2 separate regions of the Zea mays genome follow, and region 1 is linked to region 2. A link is a contact called in public Hi-C data. All regions are on one chromosome and are shown on one strand. Each heading gives the region's core, a stretch centred on a gene start, on an enhancer-like site or on the middle of the called end of the contact. The rest is flanking DNA. Distances are from core to core; before and after follow the strand shown.

The links. A called contact is a pair of places that touch in the nucleus more often than the background predicts.
Region 1: a Hi-C map of ear shows a contact between it and region 2, with 2.3 times the contacts expected there. The contact joins the promoter of LOC100283282 here to the promoter of LOC103627402 in region 2. A contact is called at or near these places in 2 of 25 Hi-C or Micro-C datasets (ear and tassel).

What each region holds. Positions count from the first base shown.
Region 1 is chr5:187,871,048-187,875,654 of Zm-B73-REFERENCE-NAM-5.0, forward strand. It overlaps LOC100283282 (adenine phosphoribosyltransferase 2), which reads left to right and starts at 3,260. Exons shown (of 7, transcript NM_001156184.2): 1 at 3,260-3,501; 2 at 3,630-3,740. The coding sequence starts at 3,318.
Region 2 is chr5:187,254,974-187,259,164 of Zm-B73-REFERENCE-NAM-5.0, forward strand. LOC103627402 (abscisic acid receptor PYL5) reads left to right here and starts at 2,319. Exons shown (of 5, transcript XR_004849619.1): 1 at 2,319-3,033; 2 at 3,278-3,533; 3 at 3,618-3,778.

The DNA.
Region 1 (4,607 bases), core at 2,010-4,509, 620 kb after region 2:
AAACCTAAGGTAGAATCCAAGAGGTTTTCAAGAGGACGACTATCTATACGATAACTATGCATCCCATAAGGCTAAGCTAAAAATATGCACAAATGGAAGTTAAAACAATGATTATTACCTTTAACCACAGAATCACACACCACCTAGCCAATGGAACAAAAACGTTTTTATATTTTCACACTATTAGTCAAGCACAATATACATATCATTACAAAGAAAATACAAAACAAAATTAGCTCGTGTTGCATTTTAGATCCGTACTTAGACCGCCTGCATCGCTTTGCTCTTGCCACCCGCTCCCCTTATCCTCTCCTCAAGCTGCAGCGTAGGGTTCGAAAAAAAAATCGAGCTCGACGAGCTGGCTCGGTCTCACAGTAGCTCGGCTCGACGCTCAGAACAAGCCTGAGTCAAGCCTGTTTTTGTGGATCGTGAAAAGAGCGAGCCAGCTTGGCTCGGTTCGCTGCAGCTCGCGAGCTAGCTCATGGCTCGACCCAACAATAATTTGGTACATAAAATTATAATTAGCATACAATATTAGTACTAAGCAGACAATTCATTTATGTTATTTCGGATTACTATACAAAATTAATGTATTTTCTATATTATATTAGTAATATATATATCTATTTTACTAATTTAAACCATGCTATTTAATATATTTTTAAGATTTTATATTATAATTTAGAGAGCAAATTTATGTTTATAGCTAGACTCGTTGGCTCGGCGAGCCAGTAGCGAGGCGAGTCGAGCCGCTATATCAAGCTCGTCAGATGAACGAGCTCGACTCGTTACACGAGCGAGCCGCAGCGAGCGAGTCGGCTCGTTTCCATCGTAGTGCAGCGCTATGTCCTCCCCTTCTCTCTGGTTGCATACGACCAAACGCTAGATGAAGACGGAACTGTTCCTGTCCTGTTCCCTCGGACGTGGACGCCATTATTTGTTGGTTTAGAACAAAAATAGTAAAATAGATGATAAATAGAGTTGGAAAATGATATTTATGTAGGAGGAGAGTTTAGGGAGGAAGAAGAAAAGTAAACGATGAAAATTAGGTGAGGTTAACTGTATAGTAGGTATACAGTAGGTATATAGGAAAAACTTAAGAGGATCCGGTAGGGCTAGTTTGGGAATAATGCTTTCACAAGGGATTTCAATTTTACCAAGGAAAACAAACTAATTTCTCTTACGTCTCGTTTGAATCATTAGAATTGAATTCCATTCTAACAATAATAATTTAGGCATTATATTAATTAACCTAATTCGATTTTATGCAAAATATATTTATATACTATTATTAGAAAGATGTCGGAGATATTTATGTGCTATATTTTTACTATGAATGTGTGAAACTAAGAGTGTCATATAAGTTATAGAATAGAAATAAATTCAACTAATATATAAAATTATTTCTCATCATTCACCCTATGAATTTGAATTAAACTTATATCTTAATTTTGGAAAGTGGTGGAATGACAAATTTCAAACTAAGGGGGTGTTTGGTTTCTAGGGACTAATGTTTAGTCCCTCAATTTATTCTATTTTAGTCCCTAAATTACTAAATATAGAAACTAAAACTCTATTTTAGTTTCCATATTTAACAATTTATGAATTAAAATGGAATAAAGTGTAGGGACTAAAGTTTAGTCCCTATAAACCAAACACCCCCTAAATAAGTTATTTTATTGAATGAATTTAAACTAGCCATTAAAAAAAGTTAAAACTGTACCGTGGCGTGGCACGGATTGCCACGACTGACACGTCTATTTGGACATCTATGCTTGCTGTAGAGCCCGTCAGCCCGGTCGAGAGCAGGAGGACCGGATGCCAAAAACCAAGTGGAAATCGAGGACGTACTACCGGAGCAGTTCCTGGATCGATCACTGACGCGATCGCGTCCTCCTGGTAAGGGCAACCGCACTTGCAAAATGCCAGTAACATGGCTCCCCCCCCCCCCCCCCCCACACACACACACCACCTGGGCCCTGGCTACTACCTCCATCGATACTGTAGCGGACTAGCGGCTGCTCCCAGCCACAGGGCGGTACTGATGAATAGTAAACAACAACTGTCTGGAAAACAGTAACGTGGCAACGATGCCAGCGCGAGCGCGTGGCCTTTCATCGCATCCCCTGCGACTACTCCAAACTGTATAATCACGAAGTTGGCGCCGGCGTCGGAGATCAGAATTCAGAAATCACCCTTGGGCCTTGACCGGGATAAAAACGTCGAGAAGCGTTTTTCTCACTGATCGAGGAGTTTGGCGACGATGGATCATCTCTTCCGGCGGGTTCTGTCCGTCCTTTCCAGATCGCAAATATTTCCCGCGCCGCACCGCACTGCACTGCGCCGGGGGCTCCTCGTCTTGGCCTCCCTCGAGGACGAGCAGTGGTGGCACGGCAGCCCACAGCACGCATAGCCCCCGTACGACTATGCGCTAGTACGTGCATAGGCATAGGCATAGCCGCATAGGCACACAATCTCTCTCTCTCTATATATCTCGGTGTGTGCGCTGTGCCCCTACTACTTGTACAGTTGTAGTACGTGACAAATGTGAGCCAGGGAGGGTTACTGGGGGCGTGCCTCTTTCTCTTTTCGTGAAAAGCTTCGCGCCCTGGCCCCAGTATTGATGAGCAGCGCGCCTAGGCCTAGCCGTTTCAGAGAGGAAAAGGGAAAGAAAACGGGGAGCGCGTTTCGTTTACTTAACAGTGGCCTAGTAGGGCGCAGCCGCTGCTCCACTTGGGGCTAGCCTAGGCAGTAGCCACCGGACCGCACCGCACCGCACGGCGTCCGGATTTGAAGCGCTTGTGTGGGTACACACCCTCCACTCCACCACGGCTCGTCGGGTTGGGCCTGCCTGCCTGCCTGCCGTGCAGTGCCGCGCCGCGCCGGTGTCCTACTAGATTAGCAGTACCACGGCGTCACCACCACTGCACTTATGTCACCCAACCCAACCCAACCCACCCGGCCAGCCCCCCGTTACTTCGTCCCAGGTTTTCGGCATGACCGTGCCGCCGTACTGCTTGATCGCCGTGTCCGCAGCCCGTTGGCCGCGTGGACGGTAACGTCTGCCCCGGTTTAATTTCTCCCGTCCCGATCCGGCAACCCGAGGCCCGGGCTGGTGCTTCTCACTAGTCAGTACTCAGTAGTAGTAGTAGTCACTCCATTCCCCCCACCCGGCTAGTAGCCCTGCTCTGCTCTCTGCCTCGGCTATATATATACGCCGCGGGCGCACCGGTCCAGCAAGCAACAATAAAGGGCGGTGTCGAAGAGGAGCTTGGAGCTTGGACCGACCCGAGCCCCATCGAGCGAGAGAGGAAATAATGGGTGAAGAGGCCAGCTGCAACGCTGCCAGCGCGATGGAGGCCGCCACCAACGCCAGGCCGGCCAAGGAGAACGGACGCGCGCCGGCTGTGGCGGAGGTAGTGGCCCAGGAGGCGGCCGCTGACCCCCGGCTGCAGGGCATCTCCGACGCCATCCGCGTCGTGCCGCACTTCCCCAAGCACGGTACTACGCCTTTCTTCACTCACTCGCTCACTCCTCTCCACACGCCTTCTGCTGCCAATTGTGCCGCCCGCCAGTAACGCCTTCCTTGCTCTGCATGCGCCGTCGTTGGGGGCCACGGGACGCTGCAGGCATCATGTTCAACGACATCACCACGCTGCTGCTGCGCCCCAGGGTGTTCAAGGACGCCGTCGACCTGTTCGTCGAGCGCTACCGCGGGATGCGCATCGACGCCGTCGCCGGTACGTAACCAGCACAGCCCGACGGACACCGCACCTCCCCTGGCCTCGCCTCGATTCGTCTCTTCCGGCCGGTCGACTCGACGACCAGTATCCGGCGGCGGTGCCTGAAGCGGCACGTCGCTGTCGCGCTGAGCTGTTGTGGGCAGAGTTCTGAGATTCCGTAAAATCTCTGGGGGAGATCTCCCTCGGTCCTTTTTGCGCCCCCCGCGCTTTTGTCGTTGCCGGCGTCCGTCCCGCCTTTTTCTCGCTCGCGCTCGCGTTGCAGCTCGGGCCTGCTTTCTTTCCTCGGGAGGATCATATCATAATAATCCTCCCACGCCACTGTTGCTGGATTTGCGTTTCGCCCAGCTCCGCCCCGCCTGCCATATCCATCCGGCGCCAGGTGTGCAAGGCAGATCCTACTAAAAGGCTGCAGAGACCGATAATAAATGCGCGAGATCGCGCTGGACCGCCGCTGACAGCCGGGCCCGTCTCCTCCCCGGCCGTGTGCATGTGCCGTGGCCGTGGCGCATGGAACGGCGTGTGGTTAACCTCGTCTGCCGGTGTGGGTTGAGTGCACGCTTGGCGCTGCCACTGCCAGACAGCCAGTAGACATTGAACCGGCGAACCCGCCATGCACGCAGCACAGGGCCACAGGGCGTGCATGCGCTCGTGGCAGAATGTTTGGCGCAGCGTCCTTCCCCTCCCTCCCTCCGTCCGTCCGTCTGTCTAGGCACATGACCTGGGCGCGCCTTTCCAGGCTTTCCCGCCGCGGCCGCGTCCGGAATCTGCCGCATCCAGTAGCGTATCGGGGCGGGGGTGGCAGTGGCAGGCACACCGCACACGTATAGAAGGAGGCCTGCTACGGGCACAGATCCGGTCCCGCGG
Region 2 (4,191 bases), core at 1,069-3,568:
CGCCGTCCGGTCCGGCGGGCCGGGCCGGGCCTGCCCGAGAGCCGGCCGGAGGAAAGGCGTTTGTTGCCGTGCCCATAAAGAGGCACTGCACGCTGCTACTGCTAGCTATGGCTAGTAGTAGCTAGGCTCACCAGAGGCCTCTCCTGTTTCACCTTTATGCGGTCCACGTGAGGAAGGAATTAAGGGCTGTCTACACCCGAGCGATTCAGCAACTTTACCTTCTGTTCCTTCGCTTGTAGTTGAATTTATGTGGTCCATTTCTCCCAGTGTAATGCAGTTGGCTAAGAGCCTAAGATCTTGCCAAAACCTGTAATATATACGTATCTTTCATTAATTTCTGCGAGAACTGGAACAGTACACGCATCAGTTGTCTTTCCTTCCTTTTTATTTTCTATGGAAAGAAAAAGACAGAGGGAAGGTTGCACTTCTTTTAAAACCGGACGCCTGCTTCCTCCCTTTTGCCTCCGATCCCTCGCCCATAACTCCTCCTCCGGCACCGCGCTCTTGCTTCCTCCCTCTCCCCGTCTCACGCGCGCGCTATATATAAAGGGAGAGCCCCAGCAGCCCTTCTTCTCCACCGTTCTTGCCGTTGCGAACCCTCTCCTCCTCTCAGGCCAGGCCACCAAGCAACAAGATGCCAAGCGACGACCACCATCGCCGCCGGACGTTCTTGCTCCCGGTCTACTGCCCAAGCTTCTCGGCCACCGGGGCCCCCGCGTCACCGCCGGCTGCCGCAGCCTCGACGGGGCGCCTCTGCTGCTGGATGACCAGGAAGAAGAGGAAGCGGCTCAAGCACCGCCGTGCGAGCACCAGCGGCTGCTGGGAGCGCTTCCGTGCTCATGCTGTTCTGTGATACGGCGCTATCCTCGCCGAGCTTATTCCTCGACTTCCAACCTATTCACCACCGCTGTCAGAACCCTTCTTGTGACAAAAAGTTAAGCGAGCGTCTTCTTGACCTTGCAAGACTTTTTGTCCGGAGATAATCTCCTACGAATTACCCTCTTGCATCTTGCGACTACCTCTCCTCGTCTCGCGCCTGTCGATCCTTCCATCCCTCTCGTCCCCGTCTATCCCTCTTGAGCTTGGAACACTCTCGCAGCTAGTAGTAGCTATATATTATTGTTTTCCTTTCACCTACTTTCGCATGAACTACTCTGCTATTTGCTGTAATAAAGCTAAGTTTTCCGGTGCATTGTTCTTTTGCAGTAGTTGCCTTTCAGCTAGCTAGTACTTTGGCTTCAACTTTGTCCATGCAATAATGAAAGTGAAGTTTCTTTCTGGTGTATTTCAGTGTGCAAAGCGTTAATTATCGGGTTTCTGTATTGACTCTCCCCCTGCTGGCCAATTAATTCTTGATCCAACTGGGGAATAAGAATGATATTATTGAGCAGTTTGTTGTTGTTGACAGTGACACAGCGCAAGTCATAACATACCGTACACTAGCTAGTTCGCTTGTGCTGTTCGCTCTTCATTTTGCGATATCGATCGTCGAATAACATGCAAAACTGAGAAGAGAAAAAAAAAAGAACAATATAGTGGCGCAGCTAGCCTGCAGGGTGTCCAAACGTATAGCAGAAAAAAGTTTGCACCCGTTGAGCCGCTTGAGCGTTCTCTCACTCACAACTCACGCACAAACACAGGAACAGACACACACACAAAGTCACAAACGCATCTTGTGCTGCGACGTCCGTGCAGTGGCCTGTGCCCTATTGCACTGCGTGACCGATCGAGGACTGGGCGACTGGCTGAGTAGCACGCACGTACGTACGTGTCATATTCATATTCTTCAGAGCGCAGGCAGCAGTCGAACTAGCCACCCCATTTACCGTCCCCCCAGCTACCATCTTCGTCGCTGATTCCGCAGCACAATGAACGACCGTCGGTGAGAAGTGAGAACACCCGCCGGCTGCCCAAGGCCCAAGCTGTATGGCCGCAGCGCAGGCACCGCACGATTGGGCCACGGAAAACACACCGTCGTTTCTCTTGGGTTCTCATCTGACTCAACCAAGGAACCGAGTCATACTCACATTTCAAGCTCTGATAAAAAAAAAACGTAACAATTTTATGATTGTGACGACTCCTTTTTCATATATACCGCTTATGTTAAATAGAAAGAGGGCCGATACGAGGACGACCAGCATTTATTATACCTCCTATCCTAAACACGTCCACTATAGAGATCCGATCTATATGTACGCGGCACAAGTCATCCTCAAAACAATGTATGTTTGGTGGAAACTGAGAGGAGAGCAAGATAGGTGAAATCTCTACAACTATTAATAACCAATTGTAGACTGCCCCCGCCTCTACACCCGCCCGCCCGCAATCCCGCCGCGGCCGCCCGCAACCCTGCACGCCACCAATCCCGCCGCGACCAATCCCACCCGCACGCCCGCCCGCACCTCAAGCACCACGAATCCCGCGTCTCCCCCGCCGCCGAACCCGCCTCCACCCGCACCCCGCCTGCGGAGCCGCTCCCCACCTCCGCCCGCCCGCCCGCGCCCGACCTCCGGAAACCCCGCCGTGCTTCCAACCGCCTCCTCAAACCACGCCGCAAACCCCACCGCACACAGCTTCACTTCCACCGCACAGATCTACGTGTTCGGGGCCTTCTCGCCGCCGGCGACCATGGCGCACCCCGCCTGCGGAGCCGCTCCCCACCTCCGCCCACCCGCCCGCCCAACCTCCAGAAAAAAAAGAGAAACCCACTGTCTCCGCTCCGACTAGCCCAGGCCAGCAGAAACCCACTGTCTCCGCTCCGACTCCCTTTTCCTCTCTCTCTCTCGTTCTCATCCATCCAGCCAGGCGAGCCAACAAGCAAGCAAAAGTAAACGGGGCGAGGAGCTGCGGCTGAGCAGGAGGAGGGAGCCGGAGATGGTGGGTCTCGTCGGCGGCAGCACGGCGCGGGCGGAGCACGTCGTCGCCAACGCCGGAGGGGAGGCAGAGTACGTGCGCCGCATGCACCGCCACGCGCCGACCGAGCACCAGTGCACCTCCACCCTCGTCAAGCACATCAAGGCGCCCGTCCACCTCGTATGTCCCCCCCTCCACCCCGCTCTTTCCTACCCTCAACGCGGCTGGCCCCGGTGGTTCAGCGGTTGGACTGCCTCGCGTCTGGGCTGCTATTTCTCTTCGGATCTGGAGTCCTTCGTCCGATTCCCCATGCCTTGTTGGGTGTCTCTCTCCCCCCACCCCCACCGACGTGTTCTCGTGATGTTGGGTGAATCGCGGCTGGCATCAAATCGATTGGAAGCTGACGCCGTCGATCGCATCGCAGGTGTGGGAGCTGGTGCGGAGGTTCGACCAGCCGCAGCGGTACAAGCCATTCGTCAGGAACTGCGTCGTGCGCGGGGACCAGCTCGAGGTGGGCAGCCTGCGCGACGTCAACGTCAATCCCGGCCTTGATATGCCCGCGACTGTAGCTTGTGAAATCAAGGCACAGCTTGTCCGCACAGCCGAGGCGGCTAGGCAGCTCGCGCCAATGCTCGAAGTCGGGAGGCCAAGCTACCAAGGCCGCAGCTCAGTCTACCAATGTGAGCTACATCTTGTTTACTTCATGCCCAATTTGACTCGGATTGTCAGTAACTTGTGCACTTGATGCTTAATTCTTTGTTCAGCTTCCTCAAAGATGATGTCGGCTATCTCCGTGGCTCATTTGGGGTGCAAAGACATGGACGTCGTGGACGTCGGAGTGGTAGGGATGGTGGACTCGCAGAGCCTATCCTCGGCACTTGAGAAACTCTATTTCTGGGAGAGGAAGCTGTATGCTGAGGTCAAGGTATGTGAAAGGGAATTAGGCTTACACCTAGTTCCTATATAATTTTGGTGGTTGAATTGCCCAACACAAATCTTTGGACTAACTAGTTTGCCCAAGTGTATAGATTATACAGGTGTAAAAGGTTCACACTCAGCCAATAAAAAGACCAAGTTATGGATTCAACAAAGGAGCAAAAGGGCAACCGAAGGCACCCCTGGTCTGGCGCACCGGACTGTCCGGTGTGCCACCGGACATGTCCGGTGCACCAGGGAGACTCAGACTCAAACTCGCCACCTTCGGGAATTACCAGAGGCGACTCGGCTATAATTCACCGGACTGTCCGGTGTACACCGGACAGTGTCCGGTGCGCCAAGGGAGGTCGACCTCAGGAACTCGCCAGCTTCGGGAAACTCCAACGGCTCGTCCGCTATAAT